Regions from separate parts of the Rattus norvegicus genome. Here region 1 is linked to region 2. Evidence: chromatin contacts called from public Hi-C data. All regions are on one chromosome and are shown on one strand. Each heading gives the region's core, a stretch centred on a gene start, on an enhancer-like site or on the middle of the called end of the contact. The rest is flanking DNA. Distances are from core to core; before and after follow the strand shown. Region 1 has its middle 220 kb from the start of Cwc27. Region 2 has its middle 6.8 kb from the start of Adamts6.

Region 1 (5,960 bases), core at 479-2,978, 340 kb after region 2:
TAATCCACCTTGGCAGAGGGAAGGACATTACCAAATGACTGAATTGCCTGCTGGCTTCTCCTAGACTCCTGGCTGGAAAAGCAAACAAGTGAATATCCACTCTGGAAGATGGAACCCTTTCCCGTGGAGTTCATCTCAAGGAGGTCCTGCTGGCAAAGCGACTAGGATTTGAAATGTTATTTTTTATTTTTATTTTTGTTGTTGTTGTTGTTGTTGTTGATCCATTCCAACAATTTCTGGAGCATCTGAGTCCTGCCTTGGAAGCAGTTTTCTTAAGGTTTAACTGTATACATGTTGGATCTGTGGCCACCAAAGCCATTTTCTTGTTCTGTAGTAATGTTAAAGGACGATGGAAATGCCAAAACTTGTGTCTGTTGTGTTGGCCCAGAAGAGGGAGAACTTGGGTTTTAGAATTTGTCGATGTAGTACTTTATCCTTAGTATGGCAGGTGATTGGAGAAAACTTCACTAATAGAAAGGAAAACAGAACAAAATACCGTTTCCTCTGTTTATGGGCTAAGCTCTTAACTACCAACAGCAAGGAAAATACAAAGAGGACACTTCCCAGAAGCCAGAAGACTTCTTTGCCTGGTACAGACTTTTAAATGGCTGCCCCATCTTCAGATGGCTCTTGGTGTAATTCTTGAGAAACAGAAAACTCTTGTTGTTAATGAACAAACTGGGAGATGTTCACTGGGATATTCTAGGAGTTTCCATGTTATGTACTTAACTCGTGAGTAGTTCTCGCCCTTGTTAGCACGGAGGGCATTCGCTCTGGAGAGAAGACACTGAATGTGCAGCCTGCGCTGAGCATAAAGAGAGGGCTTCCCCAGGTGTGTTTCCAAGGAGACGGTGACGCAGCAGCCAGTGGCTTGTGGAGACCGAAGACTATTACCAGCCCGTAGAAGAGTACTTACTACTCATATTCCTCAGGGCTGGGAAGAATGTTTTTTGTTCCTCATTTTGTTGGGTGGTCATTGGTTGGCAAGCTTGGTAAGGAATTATCTTCCCAGAGCTCTTTAGAAAGTCAGGTGCCAGAGGCAGTGGTGGGGATCCTGTTCTGGATTTCCTGTCTAGTCTGAATTCTCAGGACATGTTATTCATCTATCTATGCATGTATGTGTCGATCAATCAACAACCAACACGGAGTCTCTTTAAGGGACATAGAGACAGACCAGGCCAAGCAGGGTCAATCTGCTTAACAATTGCTCCAGGGCCATGTTGTTGTAGGGACAAAGATCTGGCTCCAGAGGGAACTGGAATGTAACAGAGAAACAAGAAAATGGCAGGGCAGGCACTCTTACATTGCAGATGCAGGGAAGGATTTTCCCGAAGTTCATTCTTACAATTTCTGACGCGTGGGAAGTGCCTTGGGAATGGTGCCTTCCCCTCTCAGCTTTTACAAAGTCATTGTATGAGCTGGCAGTTTCCCTCTAGAAAAAAAAACCATTCAGTACTCAAAAGCCTTTCTATGAGATCAGTTATACTAAGGCAGCAGAATCAATTAAGCACCCGTATCAGTTCTGTGGTTCAGATCGAGGTGGTGAGCATTAATGTATTTACACAGACGATAAGAGGATCAATGGAAATGAATCTCTCAATTTCGATTTGGTTCAGGACAAAAGACCTTTGTGTTGTGAACATTCCCAAGGGTTTTTCCTTCACAGCCCTCTGTTGCCCTCCCAACCCTCCCACAGGGGCATGACACTATTTGCTGTGGTTGCTAGAAGAGACTTGAAAGAGTCTGGAGAATTAACCACCTCTCAGACCGACAGCGATGCTTGTGGACGTGATGTCCAGTGTACTTAAAAAGCGACAAAGTGAGCTAAGCGCACGTCCGACTGTCCACTGTGCTACTCTGACTGGCTTTTAAACAAAAGTCTCCCAATGTCTACTCCTACATCCTTGGGGAAAAAGAGGTCCGGGAAAATACGTTGATACCAGGGCAAATGAAACCAAACTATCAAGGAAAAAAAAAAAGGACAATCCAGAACATTTTCTTGTGGGCATCTAAGAGAACAAACACTCTAACCTTGGTGTAGCTTTTTGAAAAAGTTAACTTGCTATCCGCTAAATCTCCTTTCTATACTAGAAGGGTTACAGGAAGCAGATATGAAACACCTGAATCGCTCATTGTTCTAGAGAAACCAACTGGCGTTCTATTTGATAAATAAGTGACTTGTTCAGCCTTGGAATACTGGGAGAGACTTATCAAGATCATTGATTCCCCTCCCCCCACCACCACCCAGCCTGTAGTAGTGCTGGGAATTGAGAACAAGACAAAGGTCCTCCTATCATCCTGGGTTCTCAGGCTGATTGCATCAGACTTCAGGCAGCATCTGTGACAATCCTACCATCAAAGGATAGGGTAAATTGGCCTTGGAGCTCATTTCTCAAAGGAAGCTTTAGGGCGACATGACTCTTAGGTGAGCAAAGACATTAAACCAAGGTTTGCAGTTTGAGTCTCTCTCTCTGTCCAGGACTGATCTCTCAGGAAGTGAAAAACAAAACCAAGCCTCACAATTAGTTGGGGGAGCTTAATAAGCAACGACAACAAAATCAACAACACAACAGGCCCTGGACCCCTACCCAGACTTGTCCTTTCTGAGTGTGGAGAATTAGTGACAATAGGATCCCTGATCCCTTCATCTCCCCAGGGTGACTGCAATACATGAACACATTTCTACTCTTACATTCTGCCTTCTTCTAGGGTGTTTGTAGGGGGTGGTGTAACTTTAATTCTTTTCAAATCCTATTTTTTAAGGGTGTTTCTTAAACGCTTTAGTCTTCCTTGTAGCCCACCACCCACCAGAGGTAGTGTGAAAGAAAGGATACAGGGTGGAAGATGGGGTGCAGGGGAGTGAACCTGTTTAGAAAGGTTCTTTGGAGCAACTCCTGTCTGTGCTGTCTAGAGATCCCCACTTCAGTTCACAGGTTGGTGGCGGCAGCTTGATCCACCAGCAAACACTTCACGGATACACCAGCAGTGTGTCCACCAGTTCAGTAGTCAGGCTAGCCACAGCAGTGACGTGACCTAGCAGAGACAGCCGGGACTCAGCCTCAGCTCAAGTCAACAGGAGGGACCAACACGAACGCCAGGGGAAGTTCTTAGCCGTGCCTCTCTCAGGGAAGTGAAGATCAGAAAAGATGCTAGACCCACAAGTGCTGCACAGCTAGCTATCTGGACCAGCAAGCCTAGCTGTCTCCATCATGCCGTCAAGTCCTATATGTACCCTCCAAACATCACGGGTCCTCCACGTGCCTTGCCTCAGCTCGAGTCCTCAGAGTCCTGACCAATGGAGCTCAACTATACAGTGCATGGTAGACCAATACATGCGTGTTGTTAACCAAGAACCCTTCGTCACATGTTCTTTCATGTGTTTGCTTTAGCAGAACATTCTATGTCTGCTTCTGTGAAACATTCCTTCATGAGTGTGCTCAGTCTTTCACCTGTGTCCACTTTAGAAAAACTCTCCTTCTCGTGTTTGCCCTAGCAAAGCACCACCCAACACAACTGACTCTCCAAAGGACCCTTAAATATCCACTTCAGGGTTGAGTGGGTTTGGGTAGGGGAGAGATAGTGCAAAAAACGTGAACGGAGCTTAGTCTCTCTGAAAGGTGTTTCCTTCTGCTATTTTTGTTGTTTTATTTTTACTTTTATTTTTTGGTTCTGGGGCTTGAACCTGGGGCGTTGCATGGAGTTGTATTTCAAACTATGAAAACAATTTGGTTTGGTTTGCTTTTTTTTTTTTTTTTTCTCTGTTCAACAAGCAAGTATTTGGAGAAAAATCTCAGTGTGTTTCTAAAGGGCACCCGACTGGTTGTGTGGGCCGATGGGCCTGGAGCTGAAAATGCTAGAGACTGCACACGTGAAAAACCACGAATTCCGTAAATGCTCAGGATGTTCTTAAGTAACCAGAGCACCCTCCCTGTGTGCTAGCTTCCCCTCACTATGACAAATACCTGAGATGAATCCATGGCAGAGGGAAGGCTTACTTTGGCACAGGGTTTCAGCAGTTTTGGCCCGTGGTTACCTGGTTGCATTGTTGTGGAGCAAATCAGACCACTGTGGGAGCACGGAGGCTGCTGACCTCAAAGACTGTGGGAAAGGAAAAGAGAGATAGCATCTCCTTCAAGAGCATACTTCCCATGACACAGCTTCCTTCCACAAGGTTGATGTCCTAAACGTCTACCACCTTCCTTAGTGCTGGAGGCTAGGAACCGAGCTATAAACAGATGGGCCTTGGGGGGACATTTAAAGATTTCAACTGTAGCACCATCACGGGGCTAACGCTAATACACTGAAATCCATGTCTGTGTCTAAAGACAAGCTTGATTCTTATCAAGTAAGATTTGAACATTTAAGAAAGAATTTTGTGAAATGTCTAAGCCAAGGCTTGTGATTTCCAAACTTTTCGAAATCAGACCTTTGAATCACACCAGTAAATGCTTGTGCTCAGCCTTTAACGCCTGCTTATAGACAGGCTTTTCAAACACCAATCTGCTATCAAATAGGCCCTGTGCAGTTTATCATAATCTTACTGCACATAATTATGCTTTATATTTCTCCAATCACGCTGCACATTACATGAAAGCAAATCTCGTTAAAATGCACCCTCTTCACTGGCTTTGTCCACCTGATAGTGTGAACCCAGCACCAAACTGACGAACTGACGAACTGACGTGGGACCCAGCAGTTGAAGGATGTGTGTTCTCGGCACCTGCAAACCTGGCAGCGGCCTCTGAGCGGAGGCTTTCGGGAGGTGGAGGGGGGGTCCCCTGTTGGTTCACTCCTGTGGGGACACTGCCAGCAGCTGCTTTCCCAGGCCTTGCTGTCTCCAGCCTTGGGGTGATGTGCATTTTACTCCCTTGTCTAGCCCATCATGACTTCCTGTTCTCTTCCTGTAATGTTTTTCAGATCCGGTTCTTCTTGTCACTTTCCCAGCATTCTGGTCCGGGCTTTAATCACCTCACGTGCACCTGCGCTCTCCTAAGCTCCTCTTTCCTGTCTGCAGCTTTTCCTCTCACTGTTATTCTTGCTTCTCCTCACCCGGCATTCTCTTCCACCGCGCACCTCGTGCAGCGGTTCCCAGTTGCATCCAATCCAGGTCTTCTGCTCGAAAGCTCCCCTCACTGCCCAGACCATCCGTCTCCTTAGCAGCTGGACCCCACTCCAGCCAAGGAAACGTCCTGACAGCGTCTATACAATGCTGCAACATCTGGCTAATCCAGTCAACTCCGTCAAATCTTCACTTAATCATCTGGGTGTTTTGTCTACGAGCCGCCAAACATCTGGATTGACTGAAGAAATTCACTACATCGATGGAGGTTGGCTTTTAAAAAAAAAGTGGGATTGACCAGATGTTTTGGCATTGCACAGACACATCATTGTCCCTAACATTTTTCTTAATAGTCTGTCTGCACAACTTTCTTCCCACCTGTAACACGACCTGTCTCCTCAGTTGCATGTTTTCCTTTCCTCTCAGATTATGGTCAAAACGCCCCGCCGTGACGAGGTTCTAGGTTGGTCTGACTAACCAGTACTGATTGGTCCTTCTGGAATTCATTTCAGTTTTACCTATAGAATTATTTTCAACTGAAGCCTGTGGTCCTCCCCCCCCCCCCCCGATCATAAACTCTATAAGTCAGTGGAATGTCTACCAGAGAGGCACCTTGGTTCCTGTAGTGAGAATCTCAGAAGACTGGTGATCAGGGGCAGAAGCTCTGGGCTCAGTCTGGTATCCCAGCTTCTGTGTTCTGTGATAAGTAACTTCACTAAGGCCCAAATCTTTTCCCAACTTAGAAAATAGAGGAGGATAGACGTGAACGCGTCACAAGGTTGCTTATAAGAAGCAAATGAGCTAACACAGTGCTTAGACAAGGGTCAGATATAAATGAGCATTTCTCATTACAGGTCTTCGCCTGTGAGAGCAGCTTTCCCGCCAGTGTTTCCCTAGGCCA
Region 2 (5,665 bases), core at 806-3,305:
CTCCACTGCTGCTTGCTCATTATAGTCTTAGTTCCAGCATTTGGAGGAGGCAAGGAAAATTAGAAAATTTTCATTACTCTGTTTAGACGCAGGATGGCACTCTTTGAATAAGTAATTAGCCAAAGTCTACTTCTCACTGAAAAACCTACTTTACAATGCAGCTACTTCCTAGGGCCAATGAACTTAACGGAGAGGAAAAGCTTTTCTCAATATTATCTAGGTGATTGGTAGTGATGCCTTGATTTTACTTTTCTGTGCTGGCGATATTTGTCTTAAACCAGTGTTTGTAACATTAAGGAAAGTTGAATCTCATATATTTAAAGGATGATTTTATGCAAAGACAGCTAGCTCTGTGCCACCTTTATTTTTTTGGTGTTTACTAGTATTACTATGAGGTCTAGCAATCTCTATTTTGCAGAGAGAGGAGAGAGGAGAGTGAGAGAGAGAGAGAGAGAGAGAGAGAGAGAGAGAGAGAGAGAGAGAGAGAGAGAGAGAAACTCAATGAATCATCTTTATTTAGAACTGTCAGTACCATCCACAGGACACATTTCCACTTTTACTATGCACTGAGCCAGATAGCGAAGATTAAGGTCAAAATGAGAGCTAGCCCCTGGGCAAATGTACGGCCTTCCAACCCTTGAAAAATCATTGAAGTAAATGTATTCTTCTAGGTTCTCACCTATGCCTGCTTAAGCCATTCAAGGTTTTCCAGAACAATCACACCTACCACTTCTGGCATAGGAAGGAAAAAAAAATCAAAGAACAACAACGTTAACAGAAGCTAGAAATTTAAGAACTGGTATTTAGAACGTGCCTTTCTCCTTATTTACATCCCTCAGGTCCAATTTCATTTTCTGGTTCTGACCATAGGAAATTGGCTGGGTGTTAATTAAAGACTGGAATTTCAAGGCTCAATTTTCCCCTCCCCCAACCTTGGCAACCCTTAACCAACTCCCAACCCTACACTCCACGGTACAGACGGATAAATGATGCAGCAGATTACACAGCTGAAAGGCAATATTTGTCCTGAGCTATTTTCGATTTTCTTCCTGTTTCCGATCCTTGCGCCAGACATTGTTTGCTTGCTTAGGACTTGGAAAGCGGTGGGAATATTTTTTTTTCTACAGTTAAATGCCAGGGGATTTCTCCTGGTAAATGAAAGTGAAAGTGCCCGGTCGTGGTCGTATTTTATCTTTAAGGGTTGAACTGGCAGCTGATGTGGAGGGGGAGGTGGGATTGGAAAGCTAGAAGAACCGGTTCTGACATTTTGTTTGTTTATCTTGAGATCTCAGCAGGACTCCCGTGTCGTCGCGGTCCCCCCACCCCAACCTTTTTTGGGGGCTGATTTAGGCTTTATTTTCTTTTGAGCACTCATTGAAGTTTCTCATTCAGTGTACTACAAACAAACAAGCAAGGAAAAAAAAAAAGCCCTCACTTTGTGGCTTTCCCTGTTGCAGTTTAAAACACCATCTAGCTCTCATCTGGAAATAATGCACCACTCCCCACCCCCTTTTCCTTTTATAGTTTCACATAACCTGAAGTCGATAATCACATGGAAAATGTGCAGGTCTCAGTTTCGTTTAGTTTTTACTCTTGTGGTGGTATTTTCACTTGTTGAAGTATGCATTCAACACACAGTCGTTTTGTACACGTTTTAAGTCTTGAAATTTCGCTCTACTGATCTGACTCCTTACATGACAAATTTTATGAATAACTTTTAAATATTTATTGTAGAGATTAAAATAAAACAAACAAAAGTCAGAGAATGATACCAAAAATTCTAACAGTGACATTAGTCTATCCCCGTCTGCACCCCCCCCCCCAACACCCGCCGTGCCTTTCCTTTTTCCAAGAAACTGTAATAACAAACCAGACAAGACTCCGCAAGAGGTTAGAGGAGGAGGAAATAGGCGGGGTGGGTTAGGGGAGAGAGGTTAGAGGGCCAGAGTTTCTCTCATTCACAGGGTGGAAAAGTTGACATTGTCTAAGCCCTTCTGAATGGCTGGTAGTTGGATACCCCGATTGTACCTCTACCTCCCCTCCCCCTCCACGTGACGACCCAGGACACATGCGCACCCGACGCAGCCCAGGCACATCTGCAGACTGACGTCAGTTTGTTCTGCCTCTGAGGAAAGCTGCCAAAATTTTCTTCTGCTGCAATTGAAGTTGGCTTGGGGCCGGCAGTGAGCTCGAGGGCTACTTCAACAAAACTTTTCCTGCCCTTCCTGCTCCTCTTGTCTTCTCTCTCCTGATACCTTTTGATGCTCTGCACATGTTATTTGCATAGCAAAGGCACTAAGCTGTCCAGGAAGAGAGGGCACCACTTCCACCCCCAATAAGCCTTTCCCCTCTTTTTTCTTTTTTTTCCTTTCCTTTTTTTGGGGGGGTGGGTGGGCGGGGGAGGGAGGGAGTTGGGGGTTGCAAAGCACGTCTCAGGTTGATAGCCTTGGATGAATTGAAAGGATTTTTTTCTTTTCTTTTTCCTTCTTTCTTTTTTTCTTTCTTTCTTTTTTTTTTTTTTTAACTGCCAAATCAGAAAGTCCTTTCTCTAAAGCTCCAGTTAGCGAGACTATAGGGTTTTATTCTGGCTGCAGAATAACTGGCTGGTGTGGCTTTGCAAGGGGGCGGGGGGCAAAAAGAAAAGAGAAAAGGGAGTACGTGAGCCGTCCAGTGAAATCTCTATTGTTTGAAACTTACTTTTTATCAGAATTTGAAGATGAAAACGGTAAGGAAGACTTCACAATATTCAATGAAACCTTAAAAAAAAACCCCAACAACTTGTGCTTTGCTTATCTTCTGAATAACGCTTAGATCTCTCTCCCTTCCCTCTCTCTTCCCCTCCCTCCCCCTCTGTGTGTGTGTGTGTGTGTGTGTGTGTGTGTGTGTCTGTGGCTGTGCGCGCGCGCGCACGCGCGCGTGCGTGCTTTATGGCAAGAAGTGAGTTTGACTAAACTCACATTACAGATAGAAATCTTTTAAACTCTAGACTACTCGTGGACGTAGAATTCCGGGGCTTACAGGTATTTTATAATGTGAAAATACGCGCTTATTGTATGAATTTACATGTTGTGTGAAGTGGACTTGATTATGATCATCGTGGACTTTTAACTAGTCACCAGATAGTGGTGGAGAAGGTAATGATGATGTGTGTTTTTTAATCGATTTCCAGATTTATGCAATTGCCTTCTGAAAATCCGTTTCATGTCAGCGTCTTTAGTATTCAGACAAGTGCATATTTCATGCCTGTGCTCTCAGGGTAGCAGTATTGTGCTGGCTGTAGCACCGATGCTCTAGGATATGTTAAGCTCTTAATAGGCTAATCAAAGAGATGAAAGCGTGTGGTTTTGATTTACTTTTGCCCACTTGGGCCATGCTAGACTCATAACCCTCTGGAGCCTTGTTTATCAGAGTATGTCTGTATATATAGTATATAAGACTGAAATTCAGTGATTTGGGAGAGAGAACAAGAGTGAAGAAGTATTGGAAAATCTTTCTTAAAATATGTGCTATAATTTCTGTTTTTGATAAGTTGTCCACTTGTATTAGGGGCAAAGAGAGCAAGCCAGAGTAAGAAAGCACACTGAGAGGGAACAAGAGAGTAAGTTTCTTACTCTTGTTTTTATTTGAGCTGCTGGTGCAACGCGTTTGGGCCAAATGCCAACTGTCTGGGTCACACGCGTTTTATCCAAATAGATTTAGCGCTGCTGTCTGGAAATGGGCTGCTGAATGTTAACTTTAGGATCAACTCAACCAGGGCAGCTCAGACTGTTACCCTCTGTCTGGATGAAGTGGAATGGGAAGGGGGGTGGTGTGAGGGTGTGCAGAGAAGGGGGGAGAAAGGGAAACCAAACCATTGCTTGGAACTTTAAAAACTACACCGAATATAATTTTCAATTTACTCTCATGTTCAGAGTTTTTGAACTATATTTTCTCTTTTTTTCATTTCTTTTCTTAAGTTTATATTGATTAGACTGAAATGTTTAGTGGTGAATTTACAGTCTTAAAATTCATGATAGGAAAAGAAAAGCAATGTAAAACTGGTGCACTTGAAGGCAACTTAGAAAATTAATTTTGAAGATAATTATTTTCACCAAAGTGGTAGTTCAGTCTTGTTTATATTAATTTGGTGCTTAGTTGTGAGTATTAGTGATTGTTTTTTGAAGTGTGCTACATTAAAACAAATCATTCATTTATCATAAATGGCACCAGATTATTCTGTATAGATGTATTAATCTGTTTTGTGATTCCTCAGAGGAAATCTTCCAATCATTAAGACTGAAATATAGTAAATTATTTTTATGTTTGGTCTAAAAACCTGCAAAATTCATGCCTATTCTTGTCTGTCCTTACTACTTCCTTTTCACTTCCTTAGCAACCTAAGGTAGCTACTAGTGGTTTAGGTTGGGTCTGGTGCCAGATCTCGTTGTTTGTGATCTCAGCAGCAGATGAATTGAGTTGTCATGTTAAGGAAAGTCAATAGCATATTTGGATTTTGTGGGAAGGGAGAGAAAAAAGATGTAGATAATTCGTAATAGTTTTATAAAAACAAATCCAAAACCAAAGTTGGTTATCAGTGTTTTACACTAATACCAAGAAAGAAAAAAAATCATTTTTTAAGGAAAAAACTGTTTCAATACAAGTAGCTTGAATTAACCTTTAGCTTTGAGAGAATTGTGGAATTTAGAGATTTAATTTGAGAAAATTGGTTTTGTACTTTTGCTTTACTTAATAGTTAAGTTTTGAATAAATTATTGTGTTTATACTTTTCTTTGGTGACAAATCTTACAAAGTTTATAAATAATCAATATTCTCTATAATTAGAACGTAATTGTGACTTTAGAATGCAATAGTTAGCAAATATTTGTTGAGAGAAAAAAATTGAAAATGAAAAGTTTTCCATGTATGAAAATAGAGAACCTGAAATGTCCATGATGCTGTTGCTTTTCCATGGCAACCAAATCAGCTTTAAAATAAATGATCAGAGTTAAGATGGATGAAAAAGTTGGGAAATAGTTAAGTATGTTGTCTAGCTTTCTAATAACAGTTAATGAGAGGAAGTCATTATATTAGCGACTTCTATATCGCTTGAGTGGAAAGCCAGGCCATAAAGGAAAACCAAGCAAGAGGCTTCAACTAGGGCAGACTACTGCGAGAATCACTGTAGTATAAGTTGTCTGGTATCATTTCTTCTACAGAACTAATATAGCTTAAAAATATGGAAGCAGTTAAATTACCCTTTAACTGCTGGCTGCTATATTTATAGTAGGAATAAAACTCATATACAAAACGTCAAAGTAAACTGGACATTTTTGCTTGTATAATTATCATAGCTGAGGGGCTCCACTGTGCTTTAAAAGAGATGGCAGTTTCCATATTGAATCCATGTTATTCTACTATTCCACATTTTCCAGGGAAGGAGGAATATGAAACTATTTTTGAAGGAAAAACTTTGAAAACTAATGCTGTATAATAAAAGGGGAGAGATAACTTTTATTTAGGCACTCCATTGAAATATAGACATGCTATCTGTTGTAATCTAATTTGTTCTCTCAGAGAGTCTTTGTGAGGTATATATTACTGTCTTGATTTTATAGTTCAGAAAACAGATACAAGGATGTTTTGTCACTTGAAGTAAAACCATGAGTAACAAACCTTTGTTTCCCAC

The links. Hi-C and Micro-C count contacts between places; a contact is called where the count stands out from the background.
Region 1: a Hi-C map of Schwann cells shows a contact between it and region 2, with 4 times the contacts expected there. The contact joins two enhancer-like sites. A contact is called at or near these places in 3 of 12 Hi-C or Micro-C datasets (Schwann cells, kidney and mammary epithelial cells).

The regions. Positions count from the first base shown.
Region 1 is chr2:37,486,008-37,491,967 of GRCr8, forward strand. It overlaps the pseudogene Rps29-ps14. Among named protein-coding and RNA genes, the nearest start is that of Cwc27, 220 kb to the right of the region's middle. Within about 2 kb of position 1,729, at least 3 of the 93 cell types and tissues checked have an H3K27ac peak or open chromatin away from gene starts, as enhancers often do. A contact at or near this core is called in Schwann cells, where this site is marked.
Region 2 is chr2:37,145,681-37,151,345 of GRCr8, forward strand. It overlaps a transcript of Cenpk not described here. Among named protein-coding and RNA genes, the nearest start is that of Adamts6, 6.8 kb to the right of the region's middle. Within about 2 kb of position 2,056, at least 84 of the 93 cell types and tissues checked have an H3K27ac peak or open chromatin away from gene starts, as enhancers often do. A contact at or near this core is called in Schwann cells, where this site is marked.